Regions from separate parts of the Rattus norvegicus genome. Here region 2 is linked to region 1. Evidence: chromatin contacts called from public Hi-C data. All regions are on one chromosome and are shown on one strand. The core of a region is the stretch at or near the end of the contact, and the rest is flanking DNA. Distances in the headings are between cores, read along the strand shown.

Region 1 (5,856 bases), core at 2,963-5,462:
GGATGGAGGCCTGACGTGCTTTCCTAGAACCCCACCTCTCCCGGTGCCTCTGATCTGCCTTTCTAACTACAGCATGCCACTCAGCTGTACACCGTTTCACAGCCCCAGCATCTGGCCTGGCCCCATGCTTCCTCCTCCCAAGCCTAAACTCCCAGTGTGTGCCACTGCATACCCACAATCTTGCTGTCTTCTCGCTCCAGGTAGCGCTTCCACATTAAGTTGGCTCGGTCATCATCACTACCACAGATTAAGGGGATGGGGACAAATTGTGAGACAGCCGTGTTAATACTGGGCACCCCTAAACCACTGAAATTACCCACAGAACCCTGTTCCCTATTCACATACCAGCGCCTTCCCTAAATTTCTAGTCAAAGGAGTAAGAAATGCTTCTGGGAACTTTCCAGGGAAATCCAAGATGAAAGGGAAAAGGAGATAGATAGATAGATAGATAGATAGATAGATAGATAGATAGATAGAGTCATCTTCCTCTACAAGCTTTTGATATATTTGATTGTAGAAGCCTCTCTTTCCCCAGTTTAATGGCATCCCTGACACTATTTTCTGTTTGCCTATATCTGTACTTCTCAGCTTCCCCCTTTTTCCCTTCCTTCCTTTTTTTTCCTGTGCTAAAGGGTCTCCCCTGGGCCCTACATGTCCAGTTTCGGTTGGCTCAGCTCTGTGAAGACTGAATGCTGACTGAACTACTGAAAAGAGGAACAAAGGGGAACAAACCTTACCTCAGTTCAGGTTCTTCATGCAGAGCCCCTCCTCGGCGAGGTGGGGAGGGAACTGGACCACTGGCCAGAATTGGTGGTGCCCGGCGGCCTCGTCGGTTGATTTCGAGGTGCAACCGCTCCATAAGGAGCTTCAGGAACTCTTGGGCATCCTGCTGGCTATAGCCAGACAGAATATGGACAAGTGATCTATTTGTGGTCCACAAGTATCCCCTGCCCAATCTGGGTCCCTGTTTCCTCTGTAGGAAACCTCAAGGCTCAGAACATGGCTGCTAGAGCCTCTGTTTGGCCCAACCCCAGACACAGCCAGAGAGAAATCCTATTCACTCAGTTCCCACCTGTATCCAGAGAAGGAAGGGACGTATTTCTGGAAGACAGCCCGGAATCGGGTAGGATTCACAGCTTCACAGGAGTCAGGGTGCCAGAGGGCACCAATCACATCTGCAAAGGCTGTTGGTTTGACAGTGGGGAAGGGATTCAAAGTTAATGTCTGGAAGGGCAGGCAGGAAGAGATTCAGTGGCTAGAAAATCTCTAGGAAGAAAGAAACTGGGGGAAATGGATGAATCTGTCAGCTTGAAGGGCTGGGAGCCATGGGTATTGGGAGGAGAGAACCGAAGGGGATGGGGAAGGAGAACAGAAGCATCAGGAGTTGTTGCCCACCTTCTGTGAGTTCCTGGGCTCGGCCTCCTCCGGGCACCTCTTGCCGGAAGTCCCTTCGCAGACAAAAGTCTCGAAGAGGCCTTGTGCTGCTCAAACACTGTAACACGGCGTTCAGGAAGCACTGCAGAAGCAGTAGGAACACTGCCGTTACCTTTTTTTTTTTTTTTTTTTTTTTGGTTCTTTTTTTCGGAGCTGGGGACCGAACCCAGGGCCTTGTGCTTCCTAGGTAAGCGCTCTACCACTGAGCTAAATCCCCAGCCCCTGCCATTACCTTTCCAGACGGGTGCCCAGCAGGACCAAGAGCTTCACTGCTCTCGCCTGCATGCCTTCCCTAGCTCTGCCATTGTTTCCACCCCCCAACACCATCTCACATTCCTTTTACGGAGGACGGGAAAATGGCTCTTACTGTATTTCCTAGATTTCGGAGGCCAACATGACCAGAGCCCAGAAGCAGTGTGTGGTGAGCCTGTAAAGTCAGAGGACAGTCATATTCTACCTGGTGCTTTCAATAGCATGCTGTCGAATGTCTCCCCAGCCCCATTCGTGCCCCAACTCGACCCTGTTCCCTCACTGGCCATCCTACCTCACTGGTCATGAGTAGTAAACCCATCACAGCTGAGTGTACCACAGATTCAGCCATGGCTGTCACGCCTAGTCCCCATTTACTCCGCTGCCAAGCTAGCCGGCGTTGCAGCTCCTGAGGCAACTCCCCAAGCACTGGCATGGTTGCCCAGCTGCTCCCCACCCCCACCTTACTGCCCCCAAATCCGCCTCCTGCCCCCGTGGCCCCTTCTTGCACCCTCTCCTGCTGGCTCCAACTGCAGGCAGCCTAACTCATTTAGCTCAGGAAATGGGTAACCACGCCAGGAAAGGTGCTCTTAACCCCGCCCCTCTTCAGCTCCAGGGATTAATTAGGTCGAGGCCTAGTCCTAGGAGAGAAGTTGCCTTAAAAGAGAGGGCCTAAGGACCCAAAGAAGAATTCTAAATAGTCAGGCTAATTCCCTAGGGACTAGAATGGCACACCAAGTTGGAGAATCACATAAAAACCCAAAATAAGATCTAGAAGGTCTCAGAAAAGACAAGAATCCACTGGTGTAATGAGGGTTTGACAAAGGGACTTGGAGAAGGGAACACAGGAGAGTCATAGTATGACAAAGTTGAAGGCAAGAGGAGCATGTGCATGGAAGACCACGTGTGCTGGCAAGTCCTCACCATCTTGTCATCAGAGTAGAAAGGCTCAGAAGGCCGGGCAGATATCATGTGGAAGGAGCCATGGGAAGGAGGGGGCTCTGTCCGTATGCTGAGCAGGGTAGGGGGTCCAGGGAAACCCCCAAGACGCCGGAGAGAAGTACTACGTCTCAAAGTGGGTGGCTCAGGCCGGAGTGCCAGGCGGCTCAGTGCAGCCCCTAGCTCGCCAGTGCCACGGTGCCCTCCCAAGGCAATCCCCATTGGACGCAAGTCCCCACTGCTCACAGACTTGGATCGGGTTAGGTTGGTCCGGGATGGGAGAGGCAGAGCCACAGTTGGGGGTGGTGAGCCAGGCAAGGGAACCCCATGATCTGCTCGAAGGGGACCTCTAGGACGAGAGCCTGAGGTCCGACCCCGACCCAAATCCAGTTTCTTGAGCCTTTCATCTGGGGGACCTGGCCTGGGAGGCAAAGGTCGTAACATGGAGTTTGGCCCAGGAACTGGGTTTCGGCGCTCCTTGCTGCGGGCCCGGGGAGGAAACGGTATCTTGGCTCCCACTCGGGGCTGTACATTGACAGGTGGCTCTCGAGTCCGGCCCAGGCGGTGCTCAGAAGCCTGGGGCATTGTGGGCACCGCAGGCTGGACCTGAGGAGAACAGAGGGTCAGCATTTGAATTAGGAAGGGAGATAAGATATAGGTTACCAAGCAAGCTGGCTTCTTTGTGAGGGCATGAATAACGTTTATAAAGCCAGTTCTTGCATCTCCAGTACCTGGCAATGTTTGGCACAAGAAAAATACTTAGTACTCCTTGAATAAACAAATGACTGAATAGTAGACCATCATTTTGACCTTTCCATGCCCCACCCCCTCTCTATAGAATACAGATTTATTGAAAAAGCCAATGGTAGTCTCAATCTCAGCTGTTTTTATAATCTACGAACTAATCCTCATATGTGGCTAGTCAAGTAGGATGTGCCTTAGACCTGGGACTGTGAACGCAAGAATCAGTCAAAAAGACAGCATTCTAACCTCAACCCCTGCTCCTCTGGGTTGCAAATGAAGCCAATCAAACGGATGATCTGCAATCCACTCCCTCCTCCAATTCTGAACTCCTACTTGGTGTTTGGGCCCAGGGGGGGGCAAAGGTTTGAGATAGAGGACGAACTACTTGACCCCTAATTTCTGCACCTCTCCCACCACAGCAGGGTTTTACCCGGGTCCGCCCCCCTCGAGGGCAGAAAGGCCGAGGCTGCTGATTGGCTACGGGGTCCGGCGGCATATTCCCCGCGGTCCGAGAATGCTGTTCTTCCAGCCCAGTTCTCCCAGGCCCCGCTGGGCACCGCGAGCCTCTCCCTTTGTGGTGAACGTCCTTTGGGGTCTGGATCCATCCTCCCTCGGCTCTCCCACCCCACCCGCCATAACGTCCCGGCCCATACCTGTCCCCCGGTGAGGCGGCGGGGGAGGCCAGCCGGGGTCCAGCTCCAGCTCAGGGCCACCCCCTCCTACCCCCGAACAGCCTCCCCGCAGGCCAGGCTGCAGCTTTAGCCGCAGCTGTTGCCCAGCTTGCTCCCGCCGCAAGGGCCGCCGCCATCTTTGTTGGTGCCGCCCGGCCACCGGCCACCGGCTTCACAGTCTCTTAGGCGCCTGCGCGCCCACACTCGAAATCCTCCCACCCAACTCCTCGGCGCTTGCGTGAACCCGCCCCCACGGCTCCCCGACCGACACCATGGAAACGCAGCCAACTTTAGAACCACTAGTTTCAGGCCCTGCCTGATGGTGGTCTTTAAACCATTGCTGCAAGTCCCTGAGGCCAAGGCTCCTCACCCAGTCATATGGTCCATAGGGATGAAGAGCTGAATAGTCGAAGACTAAAGGAAGGGCTTGCAACACAGATTCTTCCCAAACAAGAGGGATGCAGTGGGAAAGCAGCATGCAGGTCCAGCCAGCAAACCAATAGAGAAGCATTTAACACCCCACCTAAGGATAGGGAGATCCCTAGTGGGCAGAGAGCGCTGGACCTGTAAAACTCATTCTTCAAGCTTCTTTGTAGGCTCAGGCAGTAAGTAAAGCATGGTTCACTGCTAAAGGGCAAAAAGTAAACCCCAACAGCAAGGGAAGAAACCAGATTTTCTTCCACTCACACCCCCCTCCCTACCTCACGTAGTTGTTCATGTACCTCCATATTTTGCTTGTTCACCTTGTTAACAGCCATCAATGAGACCCACAGGCCACCATGGGAAGCAGCTTTTATTGACAGGTTGTCTCCAGAAATCAAAAAGCTATATGCTGTCAGTTACACCCCAGGTCTCCAAAATGCCTCCAGGGCTCTGCTTGGAGAAGGGATACAAACCGCCTCTTTCAAGGCCCAAATCTTTCACCTCTCTGTACAGCTTAATTTAGCAACTTTGTGACCTTGCCCTTTTGTTGGGTTTTGTTATTTGTCCCTCCAGCTACTTTGTAATGGCCAGAGGTGACCCTTGAAGGAATCATGAGAAAGGAGGAAACAGAATCAGAGTCTAGCAACAGTCCCTCTGTCCTGCCTCAGAAGCTTCATCCTTCATTGGTTGCATTTTTCTTTGTGCTGGATCACACCCTTCTGAATCAGATCAGGGACTTCCACTGCCAGCCAAGGACCCAGCTGCAATGCAAGGGAAACCCTGTGAGGTTACTGTCCCAGTCCATGCCTCTCGTTCCACCTGAGCCTCCTTCCCGGAGACTCCAGGTCCTAGAGTCTAGGAGGACAGTCCAAGGGATGTTCGGTCTCAGCTTTGTGTATGATAGGGTTAGGGTCCTCAACCCTCCCTCTTCCTCTCATACACCAAGAACAACAAACTTACCCCCAGGGCCATGAGGTGAGCTAGTCCAAACTTGGGCACATTCCTGGCCCACAAAGGTTTGAAATGATCAGTTAGACATATTTTGCCACCCCTACGAGAAGGACAAGAGGAAGGTGTTAACACATGAAACCAGCTTAATGTACAGCGGCCTCTTGGGAACACAGGAAGATGAGTGCTCAGAATGGAGCACAAGGTCAGCTAAGTACTTTGCATAGGTTTGACATAGGAGACCAGGACTCCCTCTAGACTCTGGAGCAGCAGGCCCTGGGGAAAGCACGTGTCTCTGCAGCTCCTCCCTAAGGCTTCCTTTGCTCTTTCTCACCTCCTGGGCAGTCCTACCTGTACATCTTTGCCGTTTTCCCATCCAGCTCAGGGACTGCAATTTCTGGAGCAGTAGTGGGATATGTGATAGGAATCTGGAGAAATTACAAAGCCA
Region 2 (5,562 bases), core at 299-2,798, 190 kb after region 1:
GGGACTCTGTTGGAGTGAGATGACAAGTTTTCCTCAGGGTGCATGAACTCGAGATCTGCCTGCCTCTGCCTCCCAACACAGGGATTAAAAGCATACTGCCACCACCACCACCAGGCCTGATACTAGATTTTCACAGTCAGTGCCAGAGAAGGCATAATAAATATACTGGAGAAGCTTAATTTAACTTTTTAAAAATTACTGTGTATGCACATTACATGCGTGCTTGGTACCCATGAAAGCCAGAACAGGATGTCAGGTCCTCTGGAACTGGAGATCCAGACAGATAGATGGTTGTGGGCCCAGTTATGGGAATTAGACCTGGTCTTCTGCTGGAGCAGCAAAAGTGCTTTTAACTGCTGAGCCATCTCCTTCCCCTCCCCCACTCCCACACCCTTTCATCATCCCCCTGTGTATCCCTTACAAAGCCTGGAACTTCCCAGTAAACCAGTCTGGCCTTGGAACCTGAGGCTATCTCCTGCCTCTTAACTCCTGAGTGCTGGGACTATAGGCCTAGTAGTAAGACAGCTTTTTGGTAAAGAACAAAACCACACCCACTGTCCACTCCCTAAGAGAATCCTAGTGGGTCTGTAAATGAGGTTGCTAGGAAGGGCCTTAAGGAAATAAAGGTCTGGGGATATAGATCCGCCAGAAGAGCACTCGCCTAGTAAACTCCAAGGTCCTGGGTTCAATCCCTGGTGTGTTAAGAACAAAAGAAAGCAGCCAGTTGGGACCCATCACTCTGGGAGCAGGGAGGTTAGGAATTCAAGCTCTTTTTTCAAAAGTGCTGAGTTGAAGATCAGCAGCGAAGGCTGAAGGCTGACAGTGGTGGTGCACCCCTTTCATCCCAGCATTCGGGAGGCAGAGGCAGGCACATCTCCCTGGGTTTGAGGCCAGCCTCATCTACAGAGAATCCCACAGTGAGCTGCCTAGAGAAAGCCTGCCTTGTAAAACCAACCAACCACTAACAGAAAACTGGATTCACCAGAGGATCAGTCCGAGGCTACATGAGACCACGTCTAAAACGATAGCAACAATCAATAATAATAAAGACTGTCTAAGGAATAAGGGTTAGTGCGCAGATCTATTCAACCTGAGTATTTTTCCTCCACAGCGATCTTTTGCTGGTCATTGACCATTCACTGATGAGACTAATAAACATGGCTGTCTTTGTGTTCTGTGTGTCTTTTGAATTCATTTGCTGCAAAACAGAAGTCAAAAGAGCTTATAACGAGATATTTTCTTGTTCTGCTTTCGTGGGATGTCTGTCCATGTGGGTGTGTGCTTGCGTGATGAATGTAGAGGCCAGAGGTCAATGTTAGGTGGCTTCCTTACTAGCTTTCCACCTCTCAGCTAAACCTAGAGATTACCCAATTTTGTATATTTATAAACTCTCAAAGCCCGCCAGCCCCCCTCCCCCCCACCTCCGTGAGACGCTCCAGCAGCCAGGCCCCGCCCCTGTCTTTCCTAATAGGCCAGAGGATTTTAAATAGCTGTAACTGCTGTTCTAGCCTCACAATTGGGGGAGGGAGGATAAATGGCTAGGCCTGCTCCAGGGTTTTCTATTGGCTGTTGTAATGGCCATTCCTAGCCTGAGGCAGGAGAGTGGCCAGATCCCACCCTATGTGAAAAAAAACAAAAAACCAAAAAACCAATCTTGAGTTTGCCCTAAGGATCAGACCACGTAATCCCTCCAATCCTAGGCCACTCTGGAAAAGCCCCGTCCCCACAGGAACCCCACATAACCCCTGCGTTTGTGTGAAATCTCCCCGCAGTTACTGGGTTGTACTCAGCCCTACAAGGTCAATTGAGTATTGCTTTGGTGACCTTGCTGAGCACTAAGTGATTGGTCCGAAGAAGACTGCTGCCAGAGAGCGCCTGTCCTCACGATGTATTGCTATCTGCATGCAAAATATGAACCTTCCTAGTGGATAGCAGACAGTTGCCATAATAACAACGGAAAGCCCTATATAAGCAGAGAAAAGAGGGGTAGCTCAACTTACTACTAGAAGACATGATTATGACTCCCCGTTACTAGCAGTCCCCCCTCAAGATTTATTTATTTTATTTATGTGAGTACACTGTCGCTGTCTTCAGACACACCAGAAGAGGGCATCAGATCCCATTACAGATGGTTGTGAGCCACCATGTGGTGGTTGCTGGAAATTGAACACAGGACTTGTGGAAGAGCAGCCAGTGCTTTTAACCGCTGAGCCATCTCTACTTTTTTTTTTTTGAATGAGTTGATTAATGTGGTCTCTCATGTACTCCAAACTGACTTTGAACCCACTGTAGCGGAAGAGGACCTTGAATTCTTGATCTGTCTTTTAAATTCTGGTAGTACAAGTGTATGACAACACTCCGCTTCAGTCTCTTTTCCCTCCTGCTCTTTACCCTCTCGCCTCCTCTCCCCTCCCCTCCTCTCCCCTCCCCTCCTTTTTTCTTTTACACTGGGTCTCACTGTGACTTTGGCTCACCTGGAGCTGAACTAGCTTCATGGATCAGTTTTTGCAAACCTCCTTCCTCTCTGTTCCCCAAGAGCTAAAAGAGGGATACACCGTAGCTCCTTCTTTCTTTCACTGGGTTTTAAAACCAAAACAAAAAAATCAGTCGGATGTGGTGCATGCCTTTAATCCCAGTCCTTGGGAAGTAGAGGCAGGTGGATCTCTCTGAGTTCGAGGTCAGTATTGTATACAAAGTAAATTCCAGAACAGCCAGGATTGTTACACAGAGAGGCCCTGTCTAAAAACAATGTCAAAACAACAATAACAAAAATTAAAAAAACAAAACAAAACACTTTTCTGACAGCTGAACCCCCGGGGTTGGAGTGTGTGTGTGGGGGGGGGCTCAGTGGGGAAGAATGCTCACTGAACAATCACAAAGACCTGCATTTGAATCCAGAACACCTACGAAGCCAGATGGGATCTCTAATCTCAGTGCTGGAGAGGGCTGAGACAAGAAGGCTGCAGACCTGCTGTCAGCCTAACTCTGTTTCCTGAAGGACTCTGTCTCTGGGGAATAAGACGGAGTTTGACAGAGGAAGATGCCCAGTGTCCTCCCATGGCCTCTGGGGACCATCACACGTTTACGCATCTCTCACACACACAAAACAACAGCTGGGGTAGAGAGATGGATCAAAACACTCATAAATACAATAAAAATAAATAGATCTTGGGCTGGAGAGATGGCTCAGAGGTTAAGAGCACCGACTGCTCTTCCAGAGGTCCTGAGTTCAATTCCCAGCAACCACATGGTGGCTCACAACCATCTGTGATGGCATCTGATGCCCTCTTCTGGTGTGTCTGAAGACAGTGACAGTGTACTCATATACATAAAATAAATAAGTAGATCTTTTTAAAAACTCTAAAATTAACAAATCCCCCTGATAATTCCCTAAGAACTTGACTGTGGAGTTTCTCCCTTCTGTACTTGGCCAATAAAAGTCTCCTCCACTGTCCAGTTGGCATGACTTCAAGAGGAAAAAGGGACCCAGTTTGGGGAAATATCGGCAATAACTTTCCTCAACCCTTTGGGATAGTCTTTTGTTTTTATGGAATAAAATGTTCCCATTCTAGATTTGAAAATATAGGATCAATAAAAAGTTTAAGACTTAATTATTATCATTTTGGCTTTTTGCATATTCAGTAAGTATGAAGGAGGTTGCAGTGGGAGGGAATAGAACCTGGCTGGCGGTGGTATCAGACGCTGAAACTGTAGCCTTCAGTAGAAGAGTGGAGTCAAGTCCCTGCCTGGCCCTCATATTATATTGTTTTTATTACATTAATTATATATAATGGGTTTTTGATGTGTATACAGTGTGTAGTGATTCATCCACCCCTTTCTGTCTTGTCTCCTCACATTGGTCTGTTTCCTCTTCCCAAATAGTCTTTCTATTTTCATCTCTCGCATGCATGAGTATGTCTGTGTGTGCGCGTGCACAAGCATATGTGTGTGTGTGTGTGTGTGTGTGTGTGTGTGTGTGTGTGTTTAATCAGGGCAATTTTCAGTGTCTCCTGAGATTTTAAAGGCTCCATGGACCTCTGCCAGGAACTTAGACACACAGACACACACAGACACACACACACACACGCACACAGAGTGTCTTTTTTTTTTTTTTTTTTTTTTTGGTTCTTTTTTTCGGAGCTGGGGACCGAACCCAGGGCCTTGCGCTTCCTAGGTAAGCGCTCTACCACTGAGCTAAATCCCCAACCCCCAGAGTGTCTTTTATAGTATTCTTTCTTAATCCTCCTTGTTAAAACAGGGTCTTGAGTCAGTTGGTGGTGGCACACACGTTTAATCCCAGCCCTTGGGAGGCAGAGGCAGGAGGATCTCTGTGAGTTCTACACTAGCCTGGTCTATAGAGTGAGTTCCAGGGCTGCTAGGGCTACACAGAGAAACTCTGTCTGGAAGAAGCAAAAACCAACTGACACCAAAACAAACTTAAAAAAAAACCACAACACAGTAACAACTGAAAAAGGGTCCTGCCATCTTGCTGGGGTTACTGGTGTGGACCACCACACCTGGCAAGAGCTCTTGTTTGCTGAACCTCATAAAGTGGAAATGTGGACCCTAAGCGCTTTGGGCTAAGATCCAGTACAGAAATGAGGATCGTCAAGGAGGTAAGAGTCAACTGGTTCCCCTGCCCTTAAAACAGTCTTAGTTAGCAAGCAAATCTTCCCTTCCTTGCCAACAACGTGTGGAATGTACCCGGTTCTTTGTCACAAGAGGAAAACCACCCAAGTGCAGGATGTCTCCGTGGTATTTGCAAGCATCTGTATCTTACGTGGAAAAATCAACTTAAGCCGTAAGTAGATATTTTGCTTGTTTTTATTGTTTGAGTATGTATGTATGTATGTATGTATGTATGTATGTATGTATGTATGTATTTATTTATTTATTTATTTATTTTTGAAGCAAGATCTCACCGCGTATGTAGTTCTGACTGCCCTGGAACTCACTGTGCAGACCAGGCTGGCCTCAAAGTCACAGAAATCTGACTGCTCCTGACTCTCAAGTTCTGGGATTAAAGGTGTACACCATGCCTGTCTCCATAAATAGGGAGTTTAGTATAGTTGAGTTTAGCTTTGTTTTTTGTGAGCCAGTATCTCTCCCTCTAGCCCACAGTAGCCCACGACTGCTGGGATAGGCAGGCACACCACACCCAGGTATTAAAAATAGCACCCTTATGACTAACAAAACCTTCCAGACCTCAGACAACTCCAATAGCCTATAAAACGCTGTTCACTTCTGTCTGCGGCCTGAATCTTTTACCATCAGCCCCATCCTCTCCTTCCCTGGATTCTTCCTCGAAATTAGAGGGTTGATGTGAGTGTTTATACCCCTTACGTTTTTATTTCTATAATCACTGGGATAAAAGTTTCCGTATGTCTGACATTACTTTTTGTTTGCTTGCTTATATAGGGTTTCGTGTATCCCCGGCTGGCTTCCAACTCCCTGCATAACCAAGTCTGGCTTCTACCTACTGTTCCTCCTTGCTCCACCTTCTGAGTGCCAGGATTACAGTGCTGGGGACGGGGCTTTGAACTTACTTTAGTCAAGTACTGA

What was found. Hi-C and Micro-C count contacts between places; a contact is called where the count stands out from the background.
Region 2: a Hi-C map of hepatocytes shows a contact between it and region 1, with 2.6 times the contacts expected there. The contact joins the enhancer-like site here to the promoter of Usp21 in region 1. A contact is called at or near these places in 3 of 12 Hi-C or Micro-C datasets (the A7r5 cell line, hepatocytes and mammary epithelial cells).

Annotation. Positions count from the first base shown.
Region 1 is chr13:86,236,968-86,242,823 of GRCr8, forward strand. It overlaps Usp21 (ubiquitin specific peptidase 21), which reads right to left and starts at 4,213. Exons shown (of 13, transcript NM_001127638.2): 1 at 4,020-4,213; 2 at 2,608-3,228; 3 at 1,802-1,861; 4 at 1,396-1,516; 5 at 1,073-1,184; 6 at 738-893; 7 at 173-237. The coding sequence starts at 3,207. It overlaps Ufc1 (ubiquitin-fold modifier conjugating enzyme 1), which reads right to left. Exons shown (of 6, transcript NM_001003709.3): 4 at 5,760-5,836; 5 at 5,421-5,511; 6 at 4,812-5,221. The coding sequence ends at 5,141.
Region 2 is chr13:86,432,048-86,437,609 of GRCr8, forward strand. No RefSeq gene overlaps it. Among named protein-coding and RNA genes, the nearest start is that of F11r, 29 kb to the left of the region's middle. Within about 2 kb of position 1,549, at least 6 of the 93 cell types and tissues checked have an H3K27ac peak or open chromatin away from gene starts, as enhancers often do. A contact at or near this core is called in hepatocytes, where this site is marked.